Regions from separate parts of the Sus scrofa genome. Here all the other regions are linked to region 1. The links are chromatin contacts, called in public Hi-C maps. All regions are on one chromosome and are shown on one strand. The core of a region is the stretch at or near the end of the contact, and the rest is flanking DNA. Distances in the headings are between cores, read along the strand shown.

The links. Hi-C and Micro-C count contacts between places; a contact is called where the count stands out from the background.
Region 2: a Hi-C map of liver shows a contact between it and region 1, with 2.8 times the contacts expected there. The contact joins the promoter of REPS1 here to the promoter of CITED2 in region 1. A contact is called at or near these places in 1 of 5 promoter capture datasets (liver), 3 of 47 Hi-C or Micro-C datasets (embryonic fibroblasts, fetal skeletal muscle and liver) and 2 of 2 datasets of contacts at active chromatin or transcription factors (alveolar macrophages and skeletal muscle).
Region 3: a contact with region 1 is called in a Hi-C map of liver, with 5 times the contacts expected there. The contact joins the enhancer-like site here to the promoter of CITED2 in region 1. A contact is called at or near these places in 4 of 47 Hi-C or Micro-C datasets (embryonic fibroblasts, liver and skeletal muscle) and 1 of 2 datasets of contacts at active chromatin or transcription factors (alveolar macrophages).
Region 4: a Hi-C map of omental adipose tissue shows a contact between it and region 1, with 2.1 times the contacts expected there. The contact joins the enhancer-like site here to the promoter of CITED2 in region 1. A contact is called at or near these places in 5 of 47 Hi-C or Micro-C datasets (embryonic fibroblasts, fibroblasts, heart right ventricle and 2 more) and 2 of 2 datasets of contacts at active chromatin or transcription factors (alveolar macrophages and skeletal muscle).

The regions. Positions count from the first base shown.
Region 1 is chr1:25,154,240-25,157,196 of Sscrofa11.1, forward strand. CITED2 (cbp/p300-interacting transactivator 2) reads left to right here and starts at 1,413. Exons shown (of 2, transcript XM_001925774.5): 1 at 1,413-1,669; 2 at 2,132-2,957. The coding sequence starts at 2,140.
Region 2 is chr1:25,479,885-25,482,841 of Sscrofa11.1, forward strand. REPS1 (ralBP1-associated Eps domain-containing protein 1) reads left to right here and starts at 1,399. Exons shown (of 20, transcript XM_021087342.1): 1 at 1,399-1,878. The coding sequence starts at 1,726.
Region 3 is chr1:24,835,978-24,838,934 of Sscrofa11.1, forward strand. The region is part of intron 2 of LOC110259987 (a long non-coding RNA gene); the gene reads right to left. Among named protein-coding and RNA genes, the nearest start is that of CITED2, 320 kb to the right of the region's middle. Within about 2 kb of position 1,419, at least 8 of the 83 cell types and tissues checked have an H3K27ac peak or open chromatin away from gene starts, as enhancers often do. A contact at or near this core is called in embryonic fibroblasts and liver, where this site is marked.
Region 4 is chr1:24,894,647-24,897,603 of Sscrofa11.1, forward strand. No RefSeq gene overlaps it. Among named protein-coding and RNA genes, the nearest start is that of CITED2, 260 kb to the right of the region's middle. Within about 2 kb of position 1,570, at least 5 of the 83 cell types and tissues checked have an H3K27ac peak or open chromatin away from gene starts, as enhancers often do. A contact at or near this core is called in omental adipose tissue, where this site is marked.

The sequences.
Region 1 (2,957 bases), core at 163-2,662:
ACTCGCTTTTACCACATAAAGAGCAATATAAAAGCTCGGAGCAGCCTCATCGTGGTGTTGGGGAAACAACTCGGCTTCCCCATTTGAGAAAGCAAGAGAGCTCTGACTGGGTAGTGGCCCAGACCGGTGTTAGGGCTTTTATTTGCAAGTCAATGAGCCAAATGGACGACCAGGCTAGTTGTGCCGCGTTCTGGGAAGCAAGGTTATTATTATCACCTATTGCCCCACTGAGAAATTTCACTGGAAAGGAATAGTCCCAGCAGTGTGTATGCTCGCGGTGCCATACGGGACGTGCAGCTACGTGCCCACCTCCAGAACGACTTTATTTACAAAGCGATTACCATGTTATCTATCTGTTTTCCTTTTCCAGCAACAGCAGCCTTACTCAGCCCTCGAATTTCTTAATTACAAACCCGTTCACTTCTAAAGCAACCCCAAACCGTCTGGCAGAACCCAGAGGGAGGCTGTGCAAGTTTGCACACACCCCCATCTCCCGGATCAAGGGCAACAGCAGAAGCAAGAAACTGTATGTGCAAAAAGGTGGATCTAGGGACGAGGATCGCTGAGTTTGTTTACAGAGGAGAGACGCCTCAGCTCGGATGCCAAAGCTACCAAGAGCTGCAAACGCAAACTTAGCAGAAGCACACGTACCCGGGAGCGGCGAGTGGGCCCCAAAACGCGGACAGGATTCCCGGCCGCTGGAGCGGAGGCAGCCGAGCGCTAGCGCGCTCAGTCCACCTGCAGCTGCAGCGGGCTGCCGGTCCCCGCCCCCAGCCTCTGTCCTTGAGGCGGGGGAGCGGGGGGGGGGGGGGGGGGGAGATTCACCTACACGCAGAATATCTAGATCAGGTCACCTAATGCCCAAATAGAAACACAAAGGCAAAACCCAGGAAAGCGTGCACAGGGGAGGGGACATTCTTTGCCTAGGGCTTAAAAACGCACTGGGGTAAACACAACCATTCTTTGCAGCCTGGGTAAGCTTTGGTAAGCTCAGGGAGGCAAAAAGGCACTATGGACGGCGTGGGCGCTGCATTGAATCCCCTTTTCCAGTAAAAAGCAGCTCAGATCGGTAGGTGAGCTGGGGGTTGGGGAATCCGGCCAGAGGGGGGCGATGAGTTTTCCTCGCTTCTTTCCGGACAGGCGCTACCTCTAGGCTGAGAGTCAAGGGAAGATTTTTTTCTCTGTGCCGGGGGCCGCCGTGCTGGCTCAGTGTTTGTGGAGGAAACCAGGATCCGGGGGCCGCGGGGCGGTGCCTGGGACCGCAGCCTCTGCGCACGTGCCTCCGGCCGAGGGGGAACTCGGTTGCCAGACCCAGTCCGGGGTGCTCAAAGTGCCGGAATCCGCATTTTCCCTCCGCCCCCCCGGGAGGCTCTCGCTCCGCCCTTTCTGAAATCCCTTATATTGACTGTGGCCAAAGCCCTAAGAAACACAGCTCATTGTTGGCAGCTGCCGGGCGGTCTAGCGATCTAGCGAGCTGTGAGGCAGCAGAGGGGAAATAAAAGGGAACGGCTCCGGTCCTGCCCCAGCAGCCGCTGCAAGACCTCGGCGCAGACTTCGAGACAGCGAGCGCCTTGCACACCGGAAAGGCCACCTCTATGTGCTGCTGAGCCGGTCCTGGACCCAACGATCCCGCCCTCGGTCTTCAGAGCAGAAATCGCAAGGACGGAAGGTAAGCGCGGCGAGAGAAGCTGGCTGGGGCTTCTGCCAACCCAGTCCGACGAGGGCTGGGTTTGCCCGGAGGAAGAGCGTGAGGCGGAGCTGGGGAATAACAACAGGATGTGCAACAACAGGATGAGGAGGGCTGATTTAATGCCTGAAGTTCGCGGCAGGGCTACGGGGCACTTCCTTTATTAGGCGACATCGGGGAGCAAAGGGGGGTGTGGGCTTGGGTCCCCCCGCCCGATCGCAGGGGAAAGGGATGTTTGTGCAGCGCGCGGCTCTGTTGTAGATGGCAGGTCTGTCTTGGTGGTGAACCCGGGTGCACAGGCTCCTGGTGGGATCCTCGGGATGATCGCAACCGAAGTGTGTCTAGGGAGTCTTGGGAGGGGGGCAAAGGCGAGAAAAGGTGGGCTGCGCTGTGGTGGGCGACACGTGTGGCTACGGTCTTAGCGTCTGCTTTTTTCACTTTCAGGACTGGAAATGGCAGACCATATGATGGCCATGAACCACGGGCGCTTCCCCGACGGCACCAATGGGCTGCACCACCACCCTGCCCACCGCATGGGTATGGGGCAGTTCCCAAGCCCCCATCACCACCAGCAGCAGCAGCCCCAACACACCTTTAACGCCCTAATGGGCGAGCACATACACTACGGCGCGGGCAACATGAATGCCACAAGCGGCATCAGGCACGCGATGGGGCCGGGGACTGTGAACGGAGGGCACCCCCCGAGCGCGCTGGCCCCCGCGGCCAGGTTTAACAACTCCCAGTTCATGGCCCCCCCCGTGGCCAGTCAGGGAGGCTCCCTGCCGGCCAGCATGCAGCTGCAGAAGCTCAACAACCAGTATTTCAACCATCACCCCTACCCCCACAACCACTACATGCCGGATTTGCACCCTGCTGCAGGCCACCAGATGAACGGGACAAACCAGCACTTCCGAGATTGCAACCCCAAGCACAGCAGCGGCAGCAGCACCCCCGGCGGCTCCGGCGGCAGCAGCACCCCCGGCGGCTCCGCGGGCACTTCTGGCGGCGGCGCGGGCAGCAGCAATAGCGGCGGCGGCAGCGGCAGCGGCAGCAGCAGCAACATGCCCGCCTCTGTGGCCCACGTCCCTGCTGCAATGCTGCCGCCCAATGTCATAGACACTGATTTCATCGACGAGGAAGTGCTTATGTCCTTAGTGATAGAAATGGGTTTGGACCGCATCAAGGAGCTGCCTGAACTCTGGCTGGGGCAAAACGAGTTTGATTTTATGACGGACTTCGTGTGCAAACAGCAGCCCAGTAGAGTAAGCTG
Region 2 (2,957 bases), core at 149-2,648, 330 kb after region 1:
GTGACCGTTAAAAAAAAAAAAAAAAAAAAAAAAAGACTGTAAATCTGTCATAATTTTCTTTCTTGGGCCCTTTGTAAGACCAGTACCTCTCTCTGGGGAGTAATGTGTAGAAGACAAAATGAAAACCAAAACTGAAAAATCTAATTCTGTACTAGCTGCTGTTTTTGAAATATTTCCTATTTGCTAAGGATAAACTCTTTTTTTTTTTTTTTTTTTTTTTTGCTTTTTAGGGGCTGCATTTTGCAGCATATGGAAGTTCCTGGCTAGTATGGGAACTATAGCTGCCGGCCATAGCAATGCCAGATCCCAGCCACATCTGCGACCTATACCACAACTTAGAGTAACACGGATCCTTAACCCAGTGAGCGAGGCCAGGGATCAAATCCGCATCCTCATGGATACTAGTGGAGCTCATTACCGCTGAGCCAAAACGGGAACTTCCAAGGATAAACTCTTGTTAAGATATTCTATTTAAGGTATCTCGAGAATTACCTCTCTTATGGGTGCAGCAGAGAACAGTGCAGTCACATGATCTTCAGAAAGGAGGAAATTAGGGGTGGCAGGAGAAATTCTTGGTGGCCAGAACCACCTTGTCCAGAGAGAAAAATTTCCCCAACTTCCTCCTCTATTCAGCAAGTTTGGCTTGGAGCAAGAGTGGAAGTTAGGTCTCTGTAGTGGTGTCTACACGATGAGAGTTCTCAGATGGAATAGATGCTCATAGCCCTTCAAAACATATAGAAATATTGAACTGATCCTCAATTATTAATTGACCTCAAAGGGTACAACAGAACAATAACAATAACCTTAACAGTTTTCCCCTTTCAGTCAATGTTTATTAACAGTTAGTGCCAAAAGCTTTGAAAACAATCCAAACTGCAGCTTTGTATCTGAGTTCTCCTGGTCTGAATGCGCTGCGCGCTGTTCCCCCCCTTCCCGCCCCCAGCCGCAGACCGCAGACCAGCTCGCAGGGGTCCCAGCTCCTCCAGCCCGCCGCGCCGACGGCCGCTCCGCCGCGGGGCTCCAGCCACCAGGGGGCGCTGCGGCCCCCTCTCCCGGGAGCGGCCGAGCCAGCCCGGTGGGTGTTGCTCTCTCCCTCTCGCGCTCTCTCCTCCCGGCCTCACATCCGGGTCTGGAGCGGGGCCGCCGCTGTCAGTGTCGGTGCGGTCGCGTCGGGGGCCGGGCCGGGGCGCAGTAAATGGCGGCGGAGGGAGGCGGAGCGGCTGCCGCGCTCAGCCTAGAGCCCCCGAAACTTTAGACTAGAAGCCCCACAACTTTTCTGGGAAGTGCTGCCGCTCCGGGGGCGTGGACGGAAGGGGAAGGCGAGGCGGGAAGTCTGGGGGGTGGGGGGAAGCGGCGGGGAGCCGGGGAGACTCGAACCCGCGGCGGGGGCGGAGTCCGCTCGCGCCTCGCGCCGCCGCGGCCCCCGCCTCCTTCCCCGCGTTCTCCTCGCGGCCGCTGAGGCGGAGCGGGAGCCGCGCGACGCGCCGAGCCCGGGACTGCGCGGGGCCTCGTAGGCGGCGGCGCGCCGAGCTCAGCCGGGCCCCCTTCCCGCGACCTCCCAGCCCTGCAGCTCCGACGCCCCCCGCGCGCGCGAGGCCGGGGCTTTCCGCTGCTTCGGGAGGCGAGGAGGAGGAGGCCGGGCGACGCGCAGCCGTCATCCCGGGGTCGCGGGGCCGGGCCCCGGGTGTTGCATGCGGGGCGGGGCGGCCGTGAGCGGAGGCGAAGATGGAAGGTTTAACGCTCAGCGATGCGGAGCAGAAATACTACTCGGATCTCTTCTCCTACTGCGACATCGAGAGCACCAAGAAGGTGGCGGCCAACGGGCGGGTGCTGGAGCTGTTCCGGGCCGCGCAGCTACCCAACGACGTGGTCCTCCAGGTAACGCCACCGCCCTCCCTTCCTGCCGCGTCCGGGGGTCGGCGGACGGCCGAGGGGTCGCCTCTCGGCGGCTCGGGCCTCCAGCCTCTTGCTTCCGCGGGGTGGGAGTGGGCACTGTTTCCAGAAGGGCGAATGGTGGGCAGGTTCCCCCCGGCTCCTCCGCTGCGGGCCGGGGCCGCAGGTGCCCGGGCGGCCGGGATTCGCGAGGGGGAGGGGGTCGCTCCTCGAGGACAAAAGTCAAGCAAATATACAGTGGGGGGGGAGGGTCTGTGTATTATCTCTGAAGCGCCTAAGTCGTGTATCTCTCGGTTGTCCCTTAGAATCTGTTTTTCAGCACTGGAAAAGCAACTTCAGATGCAGGATCTTGGATTGTTACCATGTCTTTGAATCCTAGGTCTTGGTAGTGTATATGTAGCTCTTAGGATCCTACATTGCGGTGAAGTTATCAGTGTAGGCAAAATGTTTTTTAATTCTTGAATTAGCCGAGCAGACACGATAAAGTCGTTTTTATAGACTCAGGAATCGAAAAAGCTTTTTTTTTTTTTTTTAAGGCAGTTAAATTCTTAGGAAGATTAAAAAATTTGAACTTTCAGCTAGTAGTTTGCTTCAGATATGAAAAGAACTTTAACTATAGGATGCGTGGCTGATGTAAACTGGATGGTTTTCCCATTGGCATTCCATAGCATTTGGTGGAACTTGTGGATTGGGTTGGAAGATAAGCATTGAGCAACTGGAAGTCAAAGGTGCATATTTGCCTCAATCTGTAGCATCAGAGGAACAAGCAGAGTAAGTCTTAAGCTTTCTTCATCACGTCTGCTTTTAAAGGAGAAGGCTTCCTAGAAGTTCCTATCTAACATATGTGGTGAGCATTGATGCTGTTCTGTTTAATGATTCATGGCTGCTAGTAAGAGTGTGTCTGAACATGGCATGAAGAACAGGTTTTAAACTTTCGTCTTTATAATGAACCAAGCCAGTTATACAAATATCCAAAATGTACAGCCATGTGCATGGGTACGATGCCATGTACCATAGAAAGCACTGAATCAGTTTTCAGGCCTGGTCTTTGACCTCACCCTGTC
Region 3 (2,957 bases), core at 169-2,668, 320 kb before region 1:
TTTCCCTGTCCCAAACCTTCCAACAGCTTTTCATCACTCTTAGAACAAAAGTAATGCTTATATCAGGGCCCACAAGACCCTCTCTCCAATCCTACTTCTACTAACATCTCTCTCACTTTAGCCTCAAAGTTTGCTTGCTTCTCATGTGCCCACCTGTCTCAGTCTGTTCAGACTGCGATAACAAAATAGCTTAGATTGGGTGGCTTATGTACAACAGAAATTCATTTCTTACAGTCTCTGGGGGCTGAAAAATCCAAGATCAAGACACTGACAGATGTGGTGTCTGTTAAGAGCCCACTTCCTGGTTCACAGACAGCATCTTCTCACTGTGTCCTCCATGGTAGAAGGGGCAAGGGAACCCTCCATCATGGGGGCTCCACCCTCATGACCTAATCACCTCCCAAAGGCCCTGCCCCCAAATGCCATCACACTGGGGATCAGGTTTCCATACAAGAATAATTTAGGTGAGGGGCAGAAACATTCAGTCTACAGCACCGTTTCAGGTTCATTGGCTATTCCCTTTGCCTGGAATACCCTGCCCCCAATACTCCATGACCCACTCTGTTACTTCAGGAGTCTACTCAGTGTCACTTCCTCAGAATGATCCTTGAATGCTCTCAAAACCAGTGCCCCAATCACTCTAAATCCTTTAACTCTCACTTATTTCTCTTCCCAGCACTTATCACTACATAATAGTTTCCTATTGATTTGTCTGATTATTTATGGATTGTTGCCCAAACCAGAATGTAAGTTCCATAAAGATCAGGACTTTACATGTTTGTTCGTTTATTTTTTTCTCACCCCATTGCCAAGAGAAGACACAGATTAGGAGTTAAATATAAATAAATGATTAAATTAATGAAGGATGTGGTTTCGGGTTTCCTCCCTCAGCTGCTAGAGTTCCAAGTCCTGCCCCCCGCCCCCCCCCACCCTCTGAAATCAAAGTACTACCCAGAAAAGACCACCAGGCTGCAGGTATAGTCTCACCATAAAGCAGCGTGTCCCTTGCTCCCACTTCTCCTTTCCCCTGGCAGCTCTCTTAATATGCCCTCAAAATTCAAATGACATCCCTTGCAGTCACATCACGCTTCTCACTCATACCAAGCACCTAATGAGCACACTGCTGTGAAGCAGGTATGAACCAAAGTTCCCAATTAATATTTATCTGCTCTAGCAATGAAGGAAGAGATCTGAAAATACATATATTATTATAAGAGGAAATTTAAATACAGAGATTTTTCCTTTTAGAAAAGTATGTGAAAAATATTTTCTCTGAGGTCAAAAACACTTAAAAAGAAAGGGTGAGAAAGACAGAGTAGGGTTGAATAATACCTGAAGCTTGTAGAAGCTTCAAGTCCTGGCCCCACTGACAGATTAAACAATGAACAACTTGTTTGTGCACAGTCTTGGCAAAAACACAGTTGGGGAAGGCATGACTCAGAGAACAAGGAACAGGACATGCAACAGCTACTTAGGCAGATCCACCCCAGTTGCTAGTATTTATTTCGTCAATAATGTGGAACAAACAGGTATATAGGGATGAGGCCGCTATATTAAAGAAAATATGCACTGATTAGGTGACAAGCTAAAATTAAGTTTTCTCTTCTTTCACTGTAGCCCCTGGGTTCCTGAGTGAGCTGTCACAGAAGGGGAAAACCCCAGTGATGGTATCTGGGCTGTCTTTCTCATGATCTTAAAATGTCTCCATTTATGAAAAATGAATCAGAAACCAAAATAATATGAATATGAAAATGTATTCATTTTGCAAAAACTTGTAAGATTATGCTATAAAAAATGGAACTGATAACCACTATAATTAATGGGATTCTTTGTGAAGAAGTTTTGCTTTGATTGGGAAAGGGCTGCCTGTCTCCCAAAGTCTGTAACCATGTTGAAAGTTACAAAGTTACGAGGCTGACCTGGCTCTACAACCAGATTTGGGGAAGAAAGTAGGACTGAGACATGGATAAAGGGAAGAAATTTTTCTAATTTTTAATTTTGATTAAAATACACCTAACAAAAATTGTATCATCTTAACCATTTTCCAGTACATAGGCGAGTGGTATTAAGCACATTCAGTTGTGCAACCAACTGCCAGTACTCCCCTCATCTTGGAAAACTGAAACTTTATACCCATTAAACCACTGCTATCCCATCAGCTCTTGTATGGCTAGAATGTTTAACAGTCAGAAATATTTTTATCTTCAAAAATATAAAGGGGAAATCTTGCATTCAGAGGTGAAAGAAGATAACATTTAATTCAAATCTGCATGGAAAATTTAATCCTAATAGAAACACCTTAAAAAGATGGCCAAAAGTGTTGGAAGACAAAAAATTAGCAACAATCAAAAAAAGTTGGTTTTGTAAATATATTTACCAAGGAGAAGTTATCTGGATGACTAACAAATACTTGAAGTGCAGATTCATAGGCAGAATAAATACTAAGCAGTTGTTCTATTCTTCAAAATGCAATGCCAAATCCATCTCCCTGTTACTCATTAGCAATTTCCATTGACTACAATTACTCACTGACAGATATTTGAATAAAAGCCTATTACTAGTAGTAACTTGAGCTCTGGAGCCAAATGCAGCAGAACCTCAGTCAGAATCTCCTCTGGGCTGTGCACACATTGCTTCCATAAGGACATCTGCATATCAGAGGACAATGTTGACTTATCCTTCCAAAGACCTGGGAGCCTAAGGACCAGCAATGGGCCTGGATTCAAACACCAATTTATGGGTTTTCCCTTAATATCCAATTTTCCTGGAATTTCCCCAAACACTGAACAGTCATTCTTATTGCATCATCTCTGCCAAACTCTCTCTAATCACAATGACATCAGTTTGCTATGGGGGGGAGTAGAATGTCTAAATATATGCCTAGAATTAAGTCATTTTCTTACCTACTCACAAATCATTTTGGTACTTAAATCCATGGAAATATCCATATTATTGAT
Region 4 (2,957 bases), core at 320-2,819, 260 kb before region 1:
TCAGTGATTTTGTAGAAGCTTATAGTGATGGGGTTGCAGAAGGTGTCATTTAGCAGCCAAATACACACACACACACACACACACACACACACACACACACACACACACACACACACACACAAGTTCATGGATCCCAAGTTCCATGTCTGTGCCCAGTGCCCTGCCTAGCCATCACCCATCCATCTGATCAAAGGAAGTTTGAAGTCCAGGAAGACCATCTGGCTGATTCCATCCCTAGAAACAGCTCTGAACAATGACAACCAAGGTGGACCCCACTCTCCAGCCTTCTGGTATAATTTTATCTTCAAACACATAAGCCAAGCCCCCATTTCTAGCTCTGTGGAACTGTGGTGCTTTCTTTAATATGTCTTAGAATTTCTGAGGCATGAGATGAGAGATGCATTCATGTTTTCCATAGAAGCTCACTCAGAATTTCTGCTCTCAATTCACTTCCCTGCATTCTTGCTCCCCCAACCCCCTTCCTAAAGCTCTGCTTTCCTCTCTCATCTGATTCTCACTAGTATGAACATAGGCTCCTGTCTCTTACTGCCCTTTAAGAACCTCTAACTCAAAGCTGTTTTGTATAATAGACTTGATGAAAAGTTGGGGGATAATAAGAAAAATGACAGCCTAGAGCTGAAAAACATCTGCTTATTGAATTTCAGATGTTACTTTTCCTGGAAATGTATTTGTCTCTCCTCGGTCCACAGAAATTTCTCACTGACTATGAAAAGCTGGGTGCTAGTCTGCAGCCAGGTTACTTCTTAGCCCTTCCTCTCCTTTCATCTTTTCTTGAACAAACAGCAGAAAAGCCCTACATTCCTGCCATTTTAGAGCAGTTGATATTCTATTTCATGCTTTCTCATCTAGATTGACACAAGGGCCTTTGGCCTACTTTTCATAGTCAGTGGAGCCACTAAGGTATTTTCTTAGGGGAAAAAAAAAATCTCCCTGAGGGGAATTCTCTTGGAACAAACAGCTCAAACAGGAGTGAGGTTTTAAAAGAATGTTTCTTCCTACTTGATACAATTTAGGGTAATGGTGTCCTATTATCAGATTTAGGTAGAAGGGACACACTCTTTAGGCATGTTGGCCAAAGGAAAACAGCATGGGCAGGAAGGAGAAGTAAAAAGGTCAGAGGTAAATGTTTCTTTAGCTTTTGTTTTTTACAGAAAACATAATGCTCTCCAAGGCTTTCTGTCACCTCCATCTACTCCAACACTTCGGCTTATAAAGAGCTCTTAGTCTCAGCCCAATCTGAGAAGAAAAGAGTGCTATAGATCCCAGAAAATGGAAGGAACCAAGTGTCCCCTAGACAGTAGTGCCCAGCTTTGCCATGGTTTCCCAAAGAGCCAGATAAGGCTAAGTAGATCCAGAGGCCATTGGCTCAAAGTACCCACCCCCATATCCAGAAGCTAATGTGGAGAGGGGGAAAGAAGTGATTCATAAGGAAAGGTGTGGAGAATTTATTTTATTCCCTGCCCTTTCATGATAGGCATCCTGACACGGAAAGCGAAAGGTTCCACTCAAATGTAGAAGTTGCCAGTAAACCTGCCTTCATGAAACATACCCACACCCTGCCAGATATTTGCTGAGAAAATCTGATCACTCCCTCAGCCCTGAAAATCTCTCCCTTCTTTTTCACATCCACTGTTACCTTCCTAGACCAAGTTTTTATGAACTTTCTACTGGAATTCTGCAATCATCTTCTATCTAATCTACCCACATCCAAACTGGGCTCCCTCCCATCTGTTTTCCAAACTGTAGCCTGTGTGTTCTTTCCATATCTTAACTGTAATCATTTCAGCCCACACCCCCACCCCTATGCCACAAACCATTGCTTAAAAACATCAGTGACTTAGCATATCTATTAAGATAAAGACAAATCACCATGATGGGGTGTACAAGTCCATGGATGGTCTGGCTTAACCTACTCCTCAAGCCTTGTGCCACCACCTTCCCTCTGATCTTTTCGGGCTACAGAGGCCCTTGTTTGGTCCCTTTGATTCATAGTGCTTCAGCCTGCCACAGTTTCCTCTGTTAAGAACAATCTTCCCTCCATTTTTCCCTTGTTAATTCCTATTCTTCCTTCAGATGGCCACTCAGATTTCACTTTCTGAGGGAAGCCTTCTCTTTTCTCCTTAGATCAAATGCTGCCAACATTACAGGTGCAATTTTTCATTTGTTTTGGTGTTTCTTTGATAAATATCTGACCCTCTCACAAGACTGTAAAACTTTAGGAAGAGGAAATTATATCTGAATTTTTCTTTCTTTACCAATGTAGTCCTTTGCTGAATGAATGAATGAAAGAATATCAGCTCATCAATCAACAATTAATTCTTTCTGTGCCTGGGAAATTAAAAAAACTTGTCAATCCCTTTTCAAATAGCCAGGTTTTAAAACTCTATTATGAATAAAATGTGTTGTTAGTACAAATATTTGCTATGATTAGGTTTATATTATTGTTATCATAACTGGTTTATTGTCTATATCACTGTCTTCATAACTCAGCATTTTATAACTATTATTACATTCATTAATTAGATTTTATACTTCCATTATTTATAAAATGTTTATTGTAAAAACCAAATTCCACTGAGAAGAGAATGCAGTAAGACTCTAGAAGTACCAAACTGTGGCTAGAGGGTCGTTTTAGAAGTAAGGGTTGCCTATGGATGGACTTTATTAGTATTTCCAGAAGGTACATACCATTTGGAAAATGAAGACCTTGAGAAAGATCAAAGAAACATTTATAGCCACTTAAGGAGTAACCTTTTCTAATGATAAACTCATCACATTAGACTTAGATGGGACCTTAGAGGTCATTTTACCTACATTCATTATTTTATGCATCTTAAAGCCAAGCCTGGAATTACATAAAGTCACACAGCCAAGGCAAGCCCTGCATCTATTTTTATTCAGCTCCTCTAAAACTACCAGATATTAAATCAACTTCA